Regions from separate parts of the Mus musculus genome. Here region 1 is linked to region 2. Evidence: chromatin contacts called from public HiChIP or PLAC-seq data. All regions are on one chromosome and are shown on one strand. The core of a region is the stretch at or near the end of the contact, and the rest is flanking DNA. Distances in the headings are between cores, read along the strand shown. Region 1 has its middle 6.9 kb from the start of Got1. Region 2 overlaps Hpse2 (heparanase 2).

Region 1 (4,963 bases), core at 2,328-4,827, 670 kb before region 2:
GACCTTAGGAGGTCTGGCGTGGTGGTAGATGTCTTGCTGAATGAACCAAGTCACTGCCCTTTATATTTTTAGAAACCACCAGTTTGTTAGCAAAGGGTCTGTCTGTGTGCTTTTGAGACGTAGTGGAGTTTTGGCTGTCCTGAAACTCACTATGTAGACCAGGCTGGCCTTGAACTCACAGAGATGCACCTGCCTTTGTCTCCTGAGTGCTAGAGTTAAAGGTTCTCATTACCACAACCAGAAAGCAAATGCTTTGCAATACTTTCACACTTCCAAACCAGCCTCAAACTGTAGCACGGCTATCGGCTTTACTGAGAAATATGTTGAGGTTTTTTGTTTTGTTTTGTTTGTTTTGTTTTGTTTTTTTAAATTTTTCGAGACAGGGTTTCTCTGTATCTCTGGCTGTCCTGGAACTCACTTTGTAGACCAGGCTGGCCTTGAACTCAGAAATCTGCCTGCCTCTGCCTCACGAGTGCTGGGATTAAAGGCGTGCGCCACCAGTGCCCGGCTACATTGAGTTTTAAAGTATTACATGTTTGACAATGCCTGTTCACTTCCCCACTTTTCTACCCAATTTTCATTTTTAGAATCTACATTAATTTATATCTTTATGAAATCCCTTTCAAATCTGGTAGTTTTCAACCAAAGTATGACTTGAGAGTTTATAAAAAAATAATACTAGTATTCGCTAGGTTTTTTGTTGTTGTTGTTGTTGTTCAAACAGTGCTGTATTGCTTATTGTCTGTGTAGCTGCCTATCTTTGCAGACTTGTATACATTTCACTGGGGTAGGCTCTTAGACATGGCATGCACACCTTAATGTTGCGGAGATGCTCTCTTCAGAGTCTATGGAGGGGCACTGCCCTCAACAGTGATGCCAGTGCTCTTTCTCCCCAACGCTAATCAGTATTTTACATTTTTATCCGCGTGGTGGGTAAGCATCGATAAATTGGTATGACTCCAAATTAATAATGAGAGTCATTTTGAGATATTTGTTGGCTGCTTCTGTTTGTGACCAGTTATCTATTTTGGGGGTGGGGGGCTCTGAAGACGTTGTTCCTTGGTCAGGAGCACTTATTCCTCTTGCAGAAGACCTGGGCTCGGTTCCCAGCACCCACATCAAAGCTTACAACTGTCTGTAACTCCAGGTCCAGGGGATCTAACAACATGGTCTCACTTCTGAGGGCACTGCACACACACTGCAGGCAAAAAAAAAAAAAAAAAAACATGCAGGCGAAACCACTCATACACATAAAAAAAAAAAAACAACATTGTTTTCACTATATAACAAAACTCAGTTATTCTGAAAATCAAATAATTATCAAGGTGAATATCTAGTTTTGTCCTGATAGTTCTCTTCTCGTTAGTGCTCAGTTATATACCAGACATAAACAATTGGTGAAAGTGCTTCTTTTCTGGTGCCTCTGCCCAGACCTGTGGCTACTCCACAGCTTAGAGAAACTAGTGCAGATTATCCACAAGGTAAGGATGGAAGTCTCTAGGTGACCAGGAAACACCCCCACCCCCCCAAACAGCCAAACTCCTAAAAACTCATGAATTCTTTTCTTGTTTTGCTCAGTCGACCAAGAAGCCTCTGGGAGCTGGAACTAGCAATGTGGGAGGGTTATGAACAGTTTTCATCCTGGATGGAAAAGTCCAGGGAGCTGTTACACAACAGTGCAAACACGGCTAACACTACTGTATAGTGAACTTAAAATGGTCAAGATAGTGTTACTTAAAAAAAAAAACAAAAACACGGCAAAAGAGCTAATTTTGTATTAATGTAATTTTAAAGAGCTTGTCTTTAATCAATCAACAAATATTTATGTTCAAATTAGGCACCAAATACCTTTTTTTTTTTTTTTTTTTTTTTTTTTTTGTCATGGAACATGCAGAGAGTTAGGTCTAATGGTTTTGGGTCTTAAGAAACTAGCAATCAAGTTAGGGAGATAGTTAAGGTTACATGACAATTAACTAGCAATCCAGGCAATGTAAAGACACCAGATGAGAAGAAGCAGAAAGTCTTATATGTTTAGAACAGTATTGACCTCTTTGGGCTACAATGATAGAAAAACTCGTTAGGTATCTAAATAGCTTTTAAAGCAATTAAATTTTTGCTCATTTATTTATTTTTATGTGTATGGGTGTTTTGTCTGCATGTATGTCTGTGTACCACGTGTGTGCCTAGTGCTCACAACGGCCGGAGGAAGGCATCAGATCCCCTGGGATTGGAGTTACAGACAGTTGTGAGCTGCCATGTGGCTGCTGGGAATCGAACCAGGATCCTCTAGAAGAGCAGCAGCCAGTGCTCTAACCACTGAGCCATGCCACTTTCTGAATTAGCTCTTCTAATAAATCCTGAGGCATCTCTGCTTAAGAGCGGAGGAAAACAGGCTCAGAAGTTATAATTCGCCCAGTTGACAAGGCAGGGCTGGGGCTAGACTTAATGTCTGCCACCACTTTCTCCTCAGGAGGGTTGTTTAAGTTTGCACTGAAGATTCGTTGCCAAAAAATCTTTCCAGGGTCAGGATAGAACTCAAATATACTAAGAACACTTCTGCTATATATTTTCTAAAATTAGGGTTATTCTCTCCTCCGTGTCCTCCTGACAAAGAGATTGAGCTACACTTAGCACAAAAGTCAGACCCCCCCCCTTTTATTGCTTAGAGAAATTCAAATCATAGTGTAATAGAATCGATCGAGCACACAAGCTGTTTACGCACAGCTGTCAGGCAACCGAAGCTTCAGCAAAGAAGTCCCTCCCCCACCCTGTGGAACATCGTTCCTTAAAGTCACAATACCTGGCCTACGTCTGCATTTGCCCTGATCCGCCCCAAACGCGCTAGAAATGAACACTGACACAGCGGAATGAAGTCAGTGAGTAAGAATTTAGAAGCCATCATCAGGGTTGTGAGCATATGATTTACACACATTAAAAAAACCCACATCCTGCTTCAGAAAGACGATCTAGAAAGTTCAGGAGCGTTTACTGTGTTCATAGAAGACTGCTATCTGGCTGCCTAAGGTTGAGCCACTTTTTACCTTTGCCAGACAGCACACCCAGCAGAACACCTGAAAACTCTGGTTTTCACTAAGTACTCGGTCTTCCATTATTAAGCAAATAGAAGATATGGGATTCCTTCTATAAGACCAATAAGCAATAAGAAAAATAAATTTTAAAAAGAACTTGTATGGATAAAGTAAAATTAAAACAACAACAACAAAACGGTTGGGAGCCTTTCCCCTTTTCCCTAGATGCTCAACATTTCTCAAAAAAAGGGTAGTGCTGCCCTCTACTGCCAGATGTTGAAATGTTAGAAGCTTGTCTCTTCTGGCTTTGAGCAAGAGTCAAGCCATCGGTTATAGTGTCTTAAGAAGTTAGGAGTTAAAACACTGTTTTCTGGCAAAGACATTGAGTGTGCCCTTTTCATTTGCGTCCACCTTGTACCAAAGCTTACAACTTGAGGTCATGTCTAACTAAACAGAGGGGAAAGGACACAACTCGGAGAGATACAATGGAAGTCACTGGGGCTGGAGAGGCGGCTCAGCTTCCAGAGACTCCTTTCCAGCCTGCCTGTACGCCCGACTCCAAGGCATTCGACGCCCTCTTGTGGCAACTTTGAGCACATGCTTGCAGGAGCATCTTCATGAAAAAACAAGAAATGAAATCTCAAAAGAGGAAGAGGAGGGAGGAGGAGAAGAAGGAGGAGGAGGAGGCGAGGAGGCATGACGTTAGCAGTAAGACACTGCATCTATAATGAGCAGATCTACGTAGACACGGGGCCCATTCTGAAATGTTTTTGTTTTGTTTTGTTTGTTTGTTTTTTGCTTAGTATTCTTTTTGTGATTTATGTATTTTTTAAAAATTTATTTATTCGCTCTCATTGGTCCCACTGGCTTCCTTGCTCGCTCTGGCCCAAAGGTTTATTTATTATTTTAAATAGGTACACTGTAGCTCATTTCGGGTGGTTGTGAGCCACCATGTGGTTGCTGGGATTTGAACTCAGTGCTCTTACCTGCTGAGCCATCTTGCCAGCCCCCGTGATTTATGTATTTTTAATATTTTTCTTTTCTTTTCTTTTCTTTCTTTCTTTCTTTCTTTCTTTCTTTTGTTGTTGTTGTTGTTGTTTGAGACAGTGTTTCTCTGTATAGCCTTGGCTGTCCTGAAACTCACTTTGCAGACCAGGCTGGCCTGGAACTCAGAAATCCACCTGCCTCTGCCTCCCGAGTGCTGGGATTAAAGGCGCGTGCCACCATGCCCGGCTCTTAATGTTTTTTTATTTGCTGTTTTAAGTCAGTGGTTTCTCAATCTGTAGGTGAAGACCCCTTAGTCCCTCAGGGTCTTTCTCCATATCAGACATTTACATTATAATTTATAACAGTAGCAAAATTACATTTATACATATAATAATAGAAATAATACAAAATAGTACAAAATAATCTCATGGTTGGGTGTCACCACAACATGAGGAACTGTATTAAAAAGTTGCAAGTGGAAATGAAGGTTCCCCCCAGATGTTAGGAGAATTATGGGATGGTTTCTAAGACATTTTTTTTTTCTCTTGGGGAGAAAGATATAAAAGGCTATTATTACCATGTTCATATTTTAGTTCATTTTTGAATATATTATCTTGTTTTCTTTAATTGTTTTCTAGCACTTACAGATCTTTACAAAAACTTCTTAGAATTATTAAGTAGCTAAGGCTGACCTCAAATTCTCCCTCCGCCTTCTAAGTGCTGGGATTACAGACATGTACCGCCACACCTGGCCCCTTCTCCGTCTAGAAAATATTTCAGAGTGCATACCCACTAAGAGGCCAGATCAAACAGACTTCAAAGAGAGCTCAACCATTACCTTCCAGCTGTCTAGGGACTAAAGTGTAACCTCTATGACAATAATAATAACTTCTACCCATGTGCTAACTGTGCACACGTCTATATGCTACAACTTAACGGATATGAAC
Region 2 (5,158 bases), core at 1,495-3,994:
GCTAAGTCTAGACTATTGCCTACCAAAGCATGTTCCACTTACAGTTAGCAACACAGAAAGATATTTTAATGGCACACAGATTTATGTCACTTTAATGGTTACACTTTGTGTTAAAAAATCATAGCTACCACATTGAGGCCAAGATTACCTAAATATTCTTATTTGAGGCCTCGGTGACTTACAGAAAACTATTAAGCAAATAAAATGCAAACATTGTGCAACGATTGCTCTGTAATATAGGTTAAGGTCAGGGATAGTGATTCCCCCAGAAGTTCTTTTATTGTTGAGAATAGTTTTTGCTGTTCTGTTGTTTTTGTTATTCCAAGTGAATTTGCGAATTGCTTTTTCAAACTCTATGAAGAATTAATTGAGTTGGGATTTTGATGGGGATTGCATTGGATTTGTAGATTGCTGTCAGCAAGATGGCCATTTTTAATATATTAATCCTGCCAATCCATGAGCATGGAAGAGCTTTCCATCTGCTGAGATCTTCTTCTATTTCTTTCTTCAGAGACTTGAAGTTCTTGTCATACAGATCTTTCACTTGCTTGGTTAGAGTCACACCAAGGTATTTTATGTTATTTTTAACTATTGTGAAGGGTGTCATTTCCCTAATTTCTTTCTCAGTCTGTTTATCTTTTGAGTAGAGGAAGGCTACTGATTTGTTTGAGTTAATTTTATACCCAGCCACTTTGCTAGAGTTGTTTATCAGCTTTAAGAGTTCTGTAGTGGAATTTTTGGGAACTTCGAGTACCATATTGAATCGGTAGGGAGAGAGCAGGCAGCCTTGTGTAGTCCCTGATTTTAGTGGGATTGCTTCAAGTTTCTCTCCATTTAGTTTGATGCTGGCTATTGGTTTGCTGTATATTGCTTTTACTATGGTAGGTATGGGCCTTGAATTCCTGATCTTTCTAAGACTTTTACCATGAAGGTATGCTAAATTTTGTCAAATGCGTTCTCAGCATCTAATGATATGATCATGCCAACCATGGGACTGAGCACATGGTCCCCAATGAAGGAGTCAGAGAAGGGACTGACAGAGCTGAAGGGGTTTGCAGCCCATAGGAAGAACAGCAATATCAACCAACTAGACTCCCTAGAGCACCCAGGGACTAAACCACCAACCCAAGAGTACACATAGAGGGACCCATGGCTCCAGCTGCTTATGTAGCAGAGGATGGCCTTGTTGGTCATCAATGGAAGGAGATGCCCTTGATTCTGTGAAGGCTGGATGCCCCAGTGTAGGGGAATGCCAGGGCAGGGAGGTGGGAGTGTGTGGGTGGGTGGAGGAAAACCCTTATAGAAGCAGGGGGAGGGGGAGAGGTTAAGGGGAGGGGGAGGGGAAACCAGGAAAGGGGATAACATTTGAAATGTAAATAAAGAAAATATCCGATAAAAAAGGAAGTCAGAGGACAAAAAAGAGAGACGTCTTTAACTTGGTATTATTAACATTATTTTATTTTAAAATAAAAGCTAAGGAATTTGTTCAGTTGGCAAAACAGAGCTTCCTAACTACCCATTTACAATAGTGTGATATCCTATGGTATCTAAAACTCAACATATCTCAAAATGGAATTCAGTGGTCCCTCCTAACCATGTGTCTCCTCAGGTTCATGGCACCTTCATCATCACTCCTATCTAGCCTCTCCTACTTATTCACCAGGTGTAAGCTATCACTGTGTTGGTCCTTGTGTTCCTCTTTCTTTCATGATTTTTGCACTAGATAAGTGCATGAAAAATTTGTCTAGTGATTAAAATTTACTAGAGTTTCTTAGTGATAAAGATTTTAAGGCCACATACCTAGTGGTATGGAGTCAGTGACTTTAGTTAGTGTGAATCTCAGAAAAAAGAAAGTATTCTTTTCTTTTAGGGATCAGTAAACCATGTACTTTTATGTAGGAAGAAGGTAAATCCATATGGATGCCATGATAATAGAGTCTGGGATGATTAACTTGGAAATGATCTAGCAAGTGTAGCCATGGGGTAGAGGGAAGGAGGGTAATTTTATATAGGGTTCAACAGAAGGACACTGTACAGTATTTGCTTAGAATCTTTCCAAATTTCAAAACCAAAAGGCTGTCTAAATAATAAAGATATTGTATGGCAGTTTATTCAAATGACACTTATGAAGAATTATAATGAAGTACTATGCTACAAAATGAGAAGTCAAAGCTATTTTGACAAAATAGAAGAGAGCAAACATCAACACATGGAGGCCAGACAAGGGAACCCAGCAGACAGGAAAGATCCTCAAAAGCAGTCACAGAATCAGTCGAAGACCCCTTGTTCACACAGTCAGCAGTCCCATACAAACACCAAGCTGAAAGTTACAGTGTATATGCAGAGGGCCTGGTGCAGACCCATGCAGAACCTGTGCTCGCTGCTTCAGTCTCTGTGACTTCAGTGAGCCCTGCTAGTTGATTCCGAGGGCTCTGTTCTCCTGGTGTCCTCCATCCCCTCTGGCTTTTACACTCAACACCTCCTCTTTTGTGGGATTCCCTGAGATCTAAGGGAAGGGATCTGATGGAGACAGTCCATCTAGAGCCATGTGTTCCAAAGTGTGTGTGTGTGTGTGTGTGTGTGTGTGTGTCCACATAAATTGCCTGATTGTGGGCTCTGCATCTGTTCCTGTCTGCTGTAGGAGAACGCTTCTCTGATGATGACTGAATAAGGCACTGATCTATGAGTACAGCAGAAAAGGAGTATGAGTCATTTTATTGATTCTTTTTTAAAAGAGTAGTTGTTTGGTTTTACCCTAGGACTCTGGGTGATGTCATCTCTGGGTCTTGGTCATGCTAGCAGAGTTGGGCATGGGTTCCCCATGGAGTGGGTCTTAAGTCAGATGAGACATTGGTTGGCTACTCCTATAAGTTCTGTGCCACCATTATCCTAGCACATCTCATAGGAAGAACACATTGTAGGTCAAAGGTCTTGTGGCTGGGTTTGGTGTTCATATTTCTTCCTTGGTTGTGTTCAGAATATCTTCCTGTACCCAGGAACTAGAACAGAGAGGTGAAAGCTTCATGGAGGCATCCGCTGGAATTTTCCATGTTCAGTGAGTTGTGTGAGTGTGGTCTGCAGCAATGGGGCCCTGCTGTAAATTTCTGGAAAACAACCTGTTGTCTTAGCAACAGCCTGGATTGTTTGGGGATTTCCATGACCCCATTGGCCAACAACTCAATTAAATGCAACCCAGCCCTGCTATTGGAAGCCTCATTTGGTGATAAGAAATGGTCAGTTGGGACTGTGTCCCACATTAGGAGACCTCATTAGAATTCCCTTCGTATACTTTAGGAAGTTTTCACTACACTGGGTTTTCATATCATCCCTCAAATGCCCCTCAATTCTAGCTGTCTCTCACTGCATTTCCTTCCTCAACCCTATTCCCCTCCCCCTCCCCACCTTATCCTCTCATTCTCATCCTCACCCACCCCCAAACCACCCATAAAATCTATTCTTTTCCTCCTTCCCAGGGATATACATATGCCCCACCCCAGTCTAATTCTTCTGTGCCTAACCCTCTCTGGTTTATGGATTATAGAACATATCAGGGCCTCTCCTATTTCCCAGTATAGATCAAACTTGACCCACAGTGTGATGGTCCCTGAACACCTCGTCAGCACTGTCCTTTGGCCCTTCTCCATTCCCACCCTCTCTGTGACTTTCCTCTGTGCTTTAATCATGAGATAGAAGCATCCCCCATTCCCAGGGCCATTGTGGTTCCAGGACTCTACACAGATACCAAACTCCACAGATGTTTCAAATCTCCCATGTTCAATAACACAGTGTTTGCGTATTACATGCACACACCCTCCTGCATACTTACATCACCTGTAAGTCTACATCTACTGTAGACTCTGCAAACAGTCATTATTCTGTAGTTTAGTGAATAATGAGAAGAAAAATATTTATAGTGCAGGTAACTCTTTCTCAAATATTTTCAATTTGTAGTTCATTGAAGTCACAGATGTGGACTTTTGGATATAGAAACTGCACTGCATTTGTGGTTCTTCAAACATACTCTACTGCTTCCTGAATGATCATTCATTTGTTAGTTTGCTCTTCTGTAATTTGTAGCTAAAGGTTAAGTATTGGAGATACAGCTGGAATCAAAATATGACTAGTTTATGGTATTCATCAAGCCTGCCTTTGGGGGAATAGAGGACAAGATATGTGTTAAACATATATAGAGGCAAAGTTGTTTTACATGCTCTGGAAGAAATGTAAGTTCTATGATGGGAAAGCAGGAATAAGTCTTCACTTCGAATGATATTTGAGCTGAATAAATTGACTGGGCTAGGAGAGAAAGGCTATTTTTTGTAGAAGGACCACAGACTGGAAAGTGCTGCTTTTAAGGATCAAAGTAAGTCCATCATAACTAGAGCAGGGAGTAGAGGAACAGTGCATGGAGAGTTTGTCTGACAGGAACACTTCAGTCCAATCAGAATATTGTCCTTTGAAACAAGTTGGATTTTAAGCCAGAAAGGAAGGCAGGTACAACCACAACTCTGGTTGCTTCTGCCTCCAGCCCTCGCCTGTTTCCCTCCCACCGCTGCAGACTCTTCCTTACCTGGCATTCTCTTTTTGTTTTATTTTGAGACCCACTGCATTTAAGCAGGGGTCCCTTCATAATCCTGGATGTGCTCACCTGTGGTATACACTGGAGACAATGACTGTTCTTCCTCCAGAATCCATCAGAAGCCAATTGTTCTTCAGGGAGCACCAGAGCTCGCTAAGCCTCTCATAATCCAAGGCTGACTAGAGACAGACCCAGTCCTAGGCAGGCTCTGCCAGGCAGGATGCAGCCAGTGGCCAACAGAGGCCCGGCTCTTGTGAGGATGAACAACCGTTAGTCTCTGGATGGACTTGAGGCCTGCTCCACAGCGGGAGTTCATGCCTGGTACTGAAATTCAGTCAAAAACCCATGACTGAGGGCTTAGACCCTAGGAAAAAATTTACAATTGTGAAATGGGTTTTTAAAATGGAATTTCCTAGCAATGAGGGAATAGACTTAATGAGCATGTCCAGACATAATAAGATTTGGATTATCAGACAAATCTGAAGCACAGGACAAAGTTAAGGGGACCCTTAACAAGCAAGGCACTTCATTCTCAGTGTTGGAAGGGTGGGGATAGGCATAGTTCATGGTCCCACAACC

The links. HiChIP or PLAC-seq counts read pairs in DNA pulled down with a chosen protein or histone mark.
Region 1: a contact with region 2 is called in an HNF4G HiChIP or PLAC-seq map of pancreatic cancer cells. The contact joins two enhancer-like sites. A contact is called at or near these places in 3 of 115 datasets of contacts at active chromatin or transcription factors (embryonic stem cells and pancreatic cancer cells).

Annotation. Positions count from the first base shown.
Region 1 is chr19:43,529,020-43,533,982 of GRCm38.p6, reverse strand. No RefSeq gene overlaps it. Among named protein-coding and RNA genes, the nearest start is that of Got1, 6.9 kb to the right of the region's middle. Within about 2 kb of position 3,577, at least 101 of the 459 cell types and tissues checked have an H3K27ac peak or open chromatin away from gene starts, as enhancers often do. A contact at or near this core is called in pancreatic cancer cells, where this site is marked.
Region 2 is chr19:42,857,812-42,862,969 of GRCm38.p6, reverse strand. The region is part of intron 9 of Hpse2 (heparanase 2); the gene reads left to right. Among named protein-coding and RNA genes, the nearest start is that of Hps1, 80 kb to the right of the region's middle. Within about 2 kb of position 2,744, at least 6 of the 459 cell types and tissues checked have an H3K27ac peak or open chromatin away from gene starts, as enhancers often do. A contact at or near this core is called in pancreatic cancer cells, where this site is marked.